2 separate regions of the Pan troglodytes genome follow, and region 2 is linked to region 1. A link is a contact called in public Hi-C data. All regions are on one chromosome and are shown on one strand. The core of a region is the stretch at or near the end of the contact, and the rest is flanking DNA. Distances in the headings are between cores, read along the strand shown. Region 1 overlaps FRMD5 (FERM domain containing 5). Region 2 holds the start of GOLM2 (golgi membrane protein 2).

Region 1 (4,404 bases), core at 734-3,233:
AAAGCGGAGATTGGGGATTATGACTCAGGGAAACACCCTGAAGGCTACAGCTCCAAGTTCCAGTTTTTCCCTAAACATTCAGAGAAGCTGGAAAGGAAAATTGCCGAGATTCACAAGACAGAACTGAGGTACGTGGCACTTAATCAGGCCCAGAACACTGTGGCTTCTCCACAGCCTGAGCACGCAGGCTCCACGCCATGTCTTCTGTTCTTGCAGACTGTTTACTGACACAGAGTGATGCTCCCCAGCCTTCCTGACCGCGGATGTACCATTGTCAGTGATACACTGACAGCACAAGTCACAGCCACAAGCCCTGTAGGCTCCCTCTCCAAGAAAAGCGATTTAGCCTGAAGCTTAAAGACAAGGGAGAAGTTGTGTTATAGGGGAAACAGAGAGGGATTGGCCTTTGAAAGGCATCTGCCTCACTATGATATTTAATGAAGATACAGAGGAAAGCATGAACTGGGGAAAAGGAAAAGATAAAGGAAATTGCATAAGATAAAAAAGATGAAAGAAAAAGGCCAGGCGCGGTGGCTTACGGCTGTAATCCCAGCACTTTGGGAGGTCGAGGCAGATGGATCACCTGAGGCCAGGAGTTCAAGACCAGCCTGGCCAACATGGTGAAAACCCATCTCTATTAAAAATACAAAAATTAGCCAGGCATGATGGCAGGTGCCTGTAATCCCAACTACTCCGGAGGCTGAGGCGGGAGAATCGCTTGAACCCAGGAGGCAGAGGTTGCAGTGAGCTGAGGTTGCGCCATTGCATTCTAGCCTGGGTGACAGAGCGAGACTCCATCTCAAAAAAAAAAAAAAAAAAAAAAAAAAAAAGGAGAGGTTGAGTGAGGATGTGAAAAAGGGCAGGCTTCTGCTCTTAGTCTGTGACGGTGTGACAGGTGGCTTCTCAGTGGAGGATGGAGTGCGCAGGGCTGATTCATAAATGCTGAGGGTGCCTTGGGAGCACTCTGGTTCAGAAGTATGTCCTCAGCCCCGCCTAACTCAGGCCCCCCCATACCCTACCTGGAGTCCCCGACTTTGCACAGAGAGAAGTGGAGGAGACGTGGCTTCAAGTTTGGAGCCTCATCTTTCTCAGCTTCTCTTACTTTGCCCAGAATATGCTGAATACCATAAAACAGCATTAATGCAGCCTTTCACCCACATGAAGTAGGATTTTCTACAAAGCCTGATTTTAAAAAGCAACAATAGGGTGTTTGGGCTCCATTTGGTTACGGCACAGATTCCCCAAACTGACAAACTATGAGGAAAAAAGGGATATAGAATGCAGTGTTGGCCAAGCGCAGTGGCTCACACCTGTAATCCCAGCACTTTGGGAGGCGGAGGAGGGCAGATCACCTGAGGTCAGAAGTTCGAGACCAGCCTGGGCAACATGGCGAAAACCCTGTCTCTACTAAAAATGAAAGTAAATAAATAAAAAAGCCAGATGTGGTGGCACACGCTTGTATCCCAGCTACTCAGGAGTCTGAGGCATGAGAATTACTTGAACCCGGGAGGTGGAGGTTGCAGTGAGCTGGAATTGCACCACTGCATGCCAGCCTGGGCCACAGAGCGAGACCCTGTCTCAAAAAATTAAAAATACAAAAAAGTTATGTTGTCATTATAATACATTACAGCTTTAAAAAAATATTTTAAAAGGTTTGTGTATCTACTGTTCCGAGGAAAGACTATGCCTGGCAACAGGGAGCAGAGCTGGATATTTCTAATGCTAATACTAAGCTTCAACTTGTTCCTTCCCCAACCACAGGCCCCCCAGAAACCCTTCACTCAATGATTTTACCAACAAATATAACCCAAAGCCTCCTTAGCCTTTGTAAACAGACCCCTCTGCCCATGCTTTGTGGCAGGAGGGGTTCCTGACCCTCCCAGCGGAATGGCGACACCGAACAAATGGAATCTTAGATGCTTCCCGCCCCTCTCCCTGGGTGTGCCTTCCCAGGTGCAGGACCCCATGGCTCCTCAAGTCACTCTGTTAGGGAATAGCGACCCCTTGTGGTAAAAATCAGAATAAACACGGGCCTGTGGTGTTGGGGGCAGGGGCCTCATGGTTCCTTCAAAGAGATCAGGGATGTGCTGGAACTGCCTGGAGGGCTTTAGGAGACATCAGAATAGTAGGGACAGCCCTCCAGAAACCTAGTTCAAAGCAGGGGATCCCCCAGGAAATGATGCCCGCTTTGAGGACCCTGGAGGTTTGGGCCAACTCCAAGGGTAAATGGAGCCCACAGGGCCCACTCCCCCTGCAGACAGAGGACACTCCCTGGAAAGGGAAGCTGTGCTCTAGCCAGCCCTTTGCTTGCCACACAGATATTTTCCTAACTTACCTTCCCTGTGCCTCAGGTACACTAGTGGATGCAGAAGTCTTTATTCACAGTAATACCCCCTTCCACAGGTACTTTTTCCACAGGTCCTGCCTCGTCTTCATAATGTAAAAATACGTCCATGCTTCCTTTATGCAACTGTGATATGGGCTTTTGAGAGCACAGACTGTATACTGTGTTTCTTCATATATTTTCCAGCAAGTAGCACAGAGGCTGGCACATAAAGGTGCTGCCTGACTAATGCCTCTCCAGAGGGACACTAGGGGGAATCTGGCCTGGGGTCAGCTTATCTTCCTGCCTGGCCATATCACCTGAGGCAAATGATAAGCTTAGAAACGAGCAACGTGCAGTCCTGTCCACCAGCCATCAGAGATGTTGACTTCACAAGCTGCCCACCCCTCCTCACTGAAGCCAAACCTGTAGCTATAGAAGTGTATCTGCTTTGCAGGGCTCTGGACCCAGGCAAGAGCCTGATGGTTATTCTGCCACTGGGTCTGCAATGAGCCCATCAACACACCTGCTAAAGAGGCAGTGGGAAGGGGTGATGCCAAAGGCCCCTTCAGATGGCCTGGAGCCGGAGCTGATCTCTGCCTTTTTCAGCATCTTTCGTTTTCCTGGTCATCACCCTATGGGCAGACAGCTGTTGTGGAGCATGGGAGCTCAGCACTGTCTCCTGCCTCTCCTCACCCTAATTTCCTGTGTTTCCTTTTGGCAAAGGAAGAGGGCTGGGTGGCACCAGCAAGCTATATGAGCCCCTTCTTTATATTTCAGTCTAGAACAGATCACATATGAGAAGCCTATGACCTGCCTCCAGCCTACAGATGTATTTTGTTTTACCCCATAGTATTTTAAATTGTGAAATACCACATAAAAATCAGTATCTCTGACTTTTCTTTTAAAATCACAATATCTAGCTAAGCCTTGCATTCTTTTTTTTTTTTTTTTTTTGAGACAGGGTCTCATTCTGTCACTCAGGGTGGAGTGTAGGGCTGTGACCATAGCTCACTGAAACCTCGCACTCCTGGGCTCAAGCAATCCTCCCACCTCCCACCTCAGCCTCCCAAGTAGTGGGCCCTGCATTCTCAGTGATGAGAATCTCAGAGTTAAGGTGGTGCTGCCACAGTCCCCACCACTCCCCATTGTTTACACTCAGCCCAAGTAATTCATTATGTAGCCTGCCTCACTCTGAAAACGTTTGAAGACAGTCAGAGACTCTAGCAGGAGTCTATGAAGTTGGTCCTAGAACCAAGCAGGGAGCACACCCTAGACAAATTGAGATGTGTGGCTCATCCTAAGCACATCTTCATAGAGAGTTTACCTCAGGGGAACCTGTGGGAACAAGACACCTTGAAATCATCTCATCTTCTTTATTCCAGTGGTCAAACACCAGCAACATCAGAGCTGAACTTCTTAAGAAAAGCACAGACATTGGAAACATATGGAGTGGATCCTCACCCATGTAAGGTAAGACCCCCTGGTTGGAGACTGCATGACCTTTCCTCCTCTAGAAGGCATCAGGAGCAAGAGCCCCCATGCCTGCACTCAGAGGCCCCCTTCAACGTTTACATGGCTGGCACTTTCAGTGAGATATCAGAGAAAATGCCTGCTTTGAAAACTCCTCTGGATCCCATGCTACATAATTTTGTGGTGCCACATCAATGTCAGAGGAACCGAGGCAAAGTCAATCTAAATAACAAATCCAAAGCTAGGGCCCCGCAATGGGTAATTTGGTAGAAATGAAGAGAGGAGGGATATGGAAGGCCCCCCACAGAGAACGATCAGAGGCGGCTCAGCGCCTGCCCACCCTTTCCTGACCTGTAATCTAGTTTCTTTCCGAGAGTGGGTTTTATTGACTGCAGTGGCATAAGTCACTGCACGGAACTGCAGTGGAGTCACATTTAATGCCATTATGCGCCTGTGAGGGATAGACGAGAACCAGCCGGGGAGGCTGCCCAGAGAAAACCTCTGTAATTACTCACGCACATCTGGCATTTTGGAGATGAGCGGGGGCAGCCAGTCACTGCCGAGGCCTGTGCAGACCCATGGCCCCTTCCAGTCTCTCTCTGTGGCTG
Region 2 (4,404 bases), core at 1,057-3,556, 380 kb before region 1:
CTAATAGCAACTTAGCTATACAAAATTTCATTCTATTTTCTTTCAATGAAGACACTGACATGACATTCCACTGCTTAAAATTTATTTTCAGATTCTAATCTTTTGGCTGATTTCATTAACAATTCAAATTGAGTAGATAATGATGGATCAACTATGTCCAAGACACAAGTGTGTCTCACATATAGCTCGAGGGCCCATCTATCATAACATTTTGATCACAAAAAGGCAGTCATAGCTGATTATTTAGTTATTCAATACATCACCCTATAGAGATTTTAAAAGTCACACAGCTTAAAAAATATATGGTGACTACCATAAGTAGAGGAGTCAGAGGCGGCTTCGTTCTTTAAATAACGAAATTAATATTCCTTAGTGTGCACGGAATAAAAATGAGACAATAACCACACCAAACCTGGCAGTCGCCAGATTTGTGTGTCTTTGAAGGTAAGGGGGCCACACAGGCCAGATGATTACTACTGCCAACTCACCAGCTGAGCTTAGAGAATAGGCAGCATCCGTACACAGTCCACTCTTGAGAACCAGAATTTACAGTCATTTTTTTCTGGCAGGGACCAGAGAACGTGGCACTGATAAACTGGGAAAAGTCTGACAGAAACAGGGTTGTTGGGGGTGAAAGGAGCCTTCAGGACTGAAATACTGGAAGGGATAAGACAACAGCTAGCGGATTAACATCCCGCCCCAGACCCCGGAGAGAAAAGAAACCATGGGGGTTGAAGAGAAAGGGGTCGTCCTTACCTTGTCATCCTCGCATCTCTTCCCGAGGCCCTCTCTGGCCTGCAGCCGGCTGCTGAGGCGGCCGTAGTCGGCCTCCTTCTGGTCGATCTGTTTCTTGTGCGTGTCCACCAACAGCAAGAGGTCCGAATTGCGCTTTTCCAGCCGCCCGCGGGCCACTTCGGTGCGCTGGACCTGGCCCTGCAGCTCGGCCACCTCCTCCTGAAGCAGGACGTGGCGGGAGGAGATGCTCCAGTAGTTGAAGGCGAGGACGACGATCACCACCAGCAGCACCACCAGCACGAGAGAGGGCAGGCGGCCAGCCCGCCGGTTGGCCCCGAAACCCACCATGGGGCCAAATCGGGCTGTACCCTAGGGGCCTCGCCGCAGACACCTGCAGGCAGAAGCCCAGGCCTCGGCTGGAGTTGCCCGGCGGACACGGCCCCAGGACCGGCCGAGGGAGGAGGCGGGCTTATCGGTCGGCTGCGAGCCGGAGAAGGGGGCGGGGCCGCAAGCCGCAGGTCCCTCCCCGCCCCCCTCCTCAAATCAGGCCAAAACGCGTTCCGGAGGCTTTGAACCCGACCCTGCACCTGCCCAAGGGAACCGGGAGAACCCAGCTGCCAGCGTCCCCCAAACCCAACACCTCACGGTTGGGAGGCGGGGAAAAAAAACCGGAAAGGGGCGGATGTACCCTGGCCCCACCCACTAGCTGGGGCCTGGTCGTCTAGGGGACCATTTCCGAGTTTCCGTCGACACCCCTCTTGTCGCGAGAACGTTGCTTCCTCTCGTCTCTCTCTCTCTCTCTCTCTCTTTCTCTCTCTCTCTCTCTCTCTCTCTTTCTCTCTCTCTCTCTCTCTCTCTCTCTCTCTCTCCTCTCTCTCTCTCTCTCTCGTCTCTGTCTCCGGGTTCTCTCTCGCTCGCTCGCTCGCTCTCGCTCTCGCTCTCTCTCTCTCTCTCTCTCTCTCGTCTCTGTCTCCGGGTTCTCTCTCGCTCGCTCGCTCTCGCTCTCTCTCGTCTCTGTCTCCGGGTTCTCTCTCGCTCGCTCGCTCTCGCTCTCTCTCTCTCGCTTGCTCTCTCTCTCTCTCTCTCTCGCTCGCGCTCTCTCTCTCTCTCTCTCGTCTCTGTCTCCGGGTTCTCTCTCGCTCGCTCGCTCTCGCTCTCTCTCTCTCGCTTGCTCTCTCTCTCTCGCTCGCGCTCTCTCTCTCTCCCCGCCCAGAGTTTTCTCTGTCGCGTAGGGTGTTGTGTTAATTTTGGCGGTCTCAGATGTCTCAGGTACCTGGGTCGGAGTCCTTTCTGTTGTTATCTACTGGATTCCCTTGATTCAAGGCCTAGGGAGTTCCTGCCCTACACTGGCCCTCGCGAAAATATTTGTCTTTGAGGACGTCTGGGGCTGCGACCGCGGAATAGAAAAAAATAGTAGGTGAGCTGCTGCCAAAAAGGGGCGACTAGAAAGGTTTTGTACTTGCTTCTGTAGAAGGGGAATTTCTCTTTTGTGCTAATGATGTGGAAAGAAAAAACAAAAAGACCGTAAAATAGCGATGCCCTAAACATAATGGAGAAAAGCGGGAGAAACCAAGCTTTAGGACTGAAAGGGGTGGTGCCAGTCTCGTTTCCTAGGTTACTGCTTTCACGAACCGAAAGAATTTCAGAATGTGGCGAGCTCCAATTTTTAAACGCACTGCTGCTTTTGCCTCAGCTGGGCTTCCAAACAGAAAGTCCAGAAGCTGCCCTCGATGAATCGTAACTAATGCACTGTTACTGCCAGCGAACACATTCTGGGTTAGAAATAATAGCTCTAACAAATTGTTTTGCGCGCCTAGTCTCATATTATCTTCTCAACAACGCAATTTTACAGATGAAGAATCCAAGACACATAGATGTTTGGGAACTTTCTCTTATCTGGTTTTAAATAGGCTTGAATCCAGATCATTGAACTCTAAACACCATTGCTGTCTGCATATAGCAGACTGTTTATATGTTAAGTGTGAATTTCAGTAGTGCAAAAAAAAAAAAACCTGCCTCTTTTGGGTTTTTTTGCATAATTATTTTGTCCGTGCGTAGAAAAATAAAAAGGTACTGGCTGTAACCTGTTTAAGGAGAGGATGGGGTTGCCTTATTTTTCAGACCTCAGGTTGAAGAACTTCCATGAGTATAAAACCTCAAGAAGGAAAAACCTTGGTATTTTTTATTCGAATCAGAGTGATATGATTTTGAGGCAGGAAGACTTGTCATCTTTGAATGATTATTCTGTGCTTCCTATCCTCAAAAATTATTTCCCTAAGTCCCGTAGTAGCGTAGAATTATTGCATCTTCAAAGAACAATGATTACTCTCTCAGATGCAGTACAGAAAACCACCACCAAAATTATTAATACTTGGTTCACATCAGAAGTGAGCTCTGGCTTCATAAGATCTAACAAATCCTCTCCACTCTCAGATGACAAGCCGACTTTGGCAAAAGGAAGCAAAGCAAAAATGAGAAATCATTAACTATAAAGAGCCTTTCCATCTCTGCTTTCGTCAACTCATATTGGCCTTGCTCTGCTCAACCAGCAATCGAAAATTATTCTAGGCCGGGCGCGGTGGCTCACCCCTGTAGCCCCAGCTACTCGGGAGGCTGAGGCAGGAGAATCACTTGAATCGGTGAGGCAGAGGTTGCAGTGAGCCGAGATCGTGCCATTGCACCCCACCTTGGGCAACAGAGTGAGACTCCGTCTGAAAAGAAAAAAAAATTATTCTATAAAGTTATGTTAACTACTTAAGATTTACTGTTCCCACGAGTGTTTTCATTTTTACATAGGCAAATCTAAAAGTATAAATGTTGTACAAAACACATACACATACATTTCCTCAACAGATGTTTAATAGAACTATTGGGTACCATTATTCCATTTCACAGGTGCAGAGGTAACTTGCCGAAAGTCAATTATGTAGTAAATGGCCGAGATGACCAATCCTCTTTCCACTCTTCCCCAGAAGATTTTTTTTTCCATTTTGATGGTTGTCTCATCAAGCTGTTCCTCCTACTGAATACAAACCAGATATTAAGACAGTGTTTAAGTGCCCTCCCATATGTAGTTCTGAGTTAGACATTAAACAAATTAAGGTAAAAGTCAATTCCTTAAACCAGGTAATCAAAGTTAACATCAACAGTGATGTCCTGTCGATAGTATGTATTGGTGATACAATATGATGATTGTAGCACTCTGTGTGGTCTTCTTCACAAAGACTCATAACCCTAGTCTACTCATGAGAAAAACATCAGACAAATCTCAGTGGAAGGACATTTTAAAAAATACTTGACCAGTATTCGTCAAACTTGTCAAGGTCATCAAAAACAAGGAAAATTGGAAAATCTTTCATGGCCAAGAGAAGCTTAAGGAGACATGATGATTAAATGTATCCTGGTTGGGATCCTGGAACACGAAAAGGACATTAGGTAAAAACTAAGGAAATCTGAATAAAGTATGGATGTTAGTTAATAATAATATATCAGTACTGATTCATTAATTGTGACAAATGCACCATACTAATGCAGGGGAAACGGTGTGGGATATATGGGAACTCTACTATTTTCACAATTTTTCTGTAGATCTAAAGCTGCTAAAAAATTATTTTTAAAAAGTCCATTCCTGTCTTTTAGAATATGTTATCAAGTATAGACATAAATATG

Evidence for each region. A called contact is a pair of places that touch in the nucleus more often than the background predicts.
Region 2: a contact with region 1 is called in a Hi-C map of stem cell-derived neural progenitor cells, with 2.6 times the contacts expected there. The contact joins the promoter of GOLM2 here to the enhancer-like site in region 1. A contact is called at or near these places in 1 of 7 Hi-C or Micro-C datasets (stem cell-derived neural progenitor cells) and 1 of 1 datasets of contacts at active chromatin or transcription factors (stem cell-derived excitatory neurons).

Annotation. Positions count from the first base shown.
Region 1 is chr16:35,879,125-35,883,528 of NHGRI_mPanTro3-v2.0_pri, reverse strand. It overlaps FRMD5 (FERM domain containing 5), which reads left to right. Exons shown (of 16, transcript XM_063794901.1): 6 at 5-128; 7 at 3,709-3,796. Among named protein-coding and RNA genes, the nearest start is that of MFAP1, 79 kb to the right of the region's middle. Within about 2 kb of position 1,983, at least 5 of the 24 cell types and tissues checked have an H3K27ac peak or open chromatin away from gene starts, as enhancers often do. A contact at or near this core is called in stem cell-derived neural progenitor cells, where this site is marked.
Region 2 is chr16:36,264,177-36,268,580 of NHGRI_mPanTro3-v2.0_pri, reverse strand. GOLM2 (golgi membrane protein 2) reads right to left here and starts at 2,306. Exons shown (of 10, transcript XM_009428964.5): 1 at 757-2,306. The coding sequence starts at 1,083.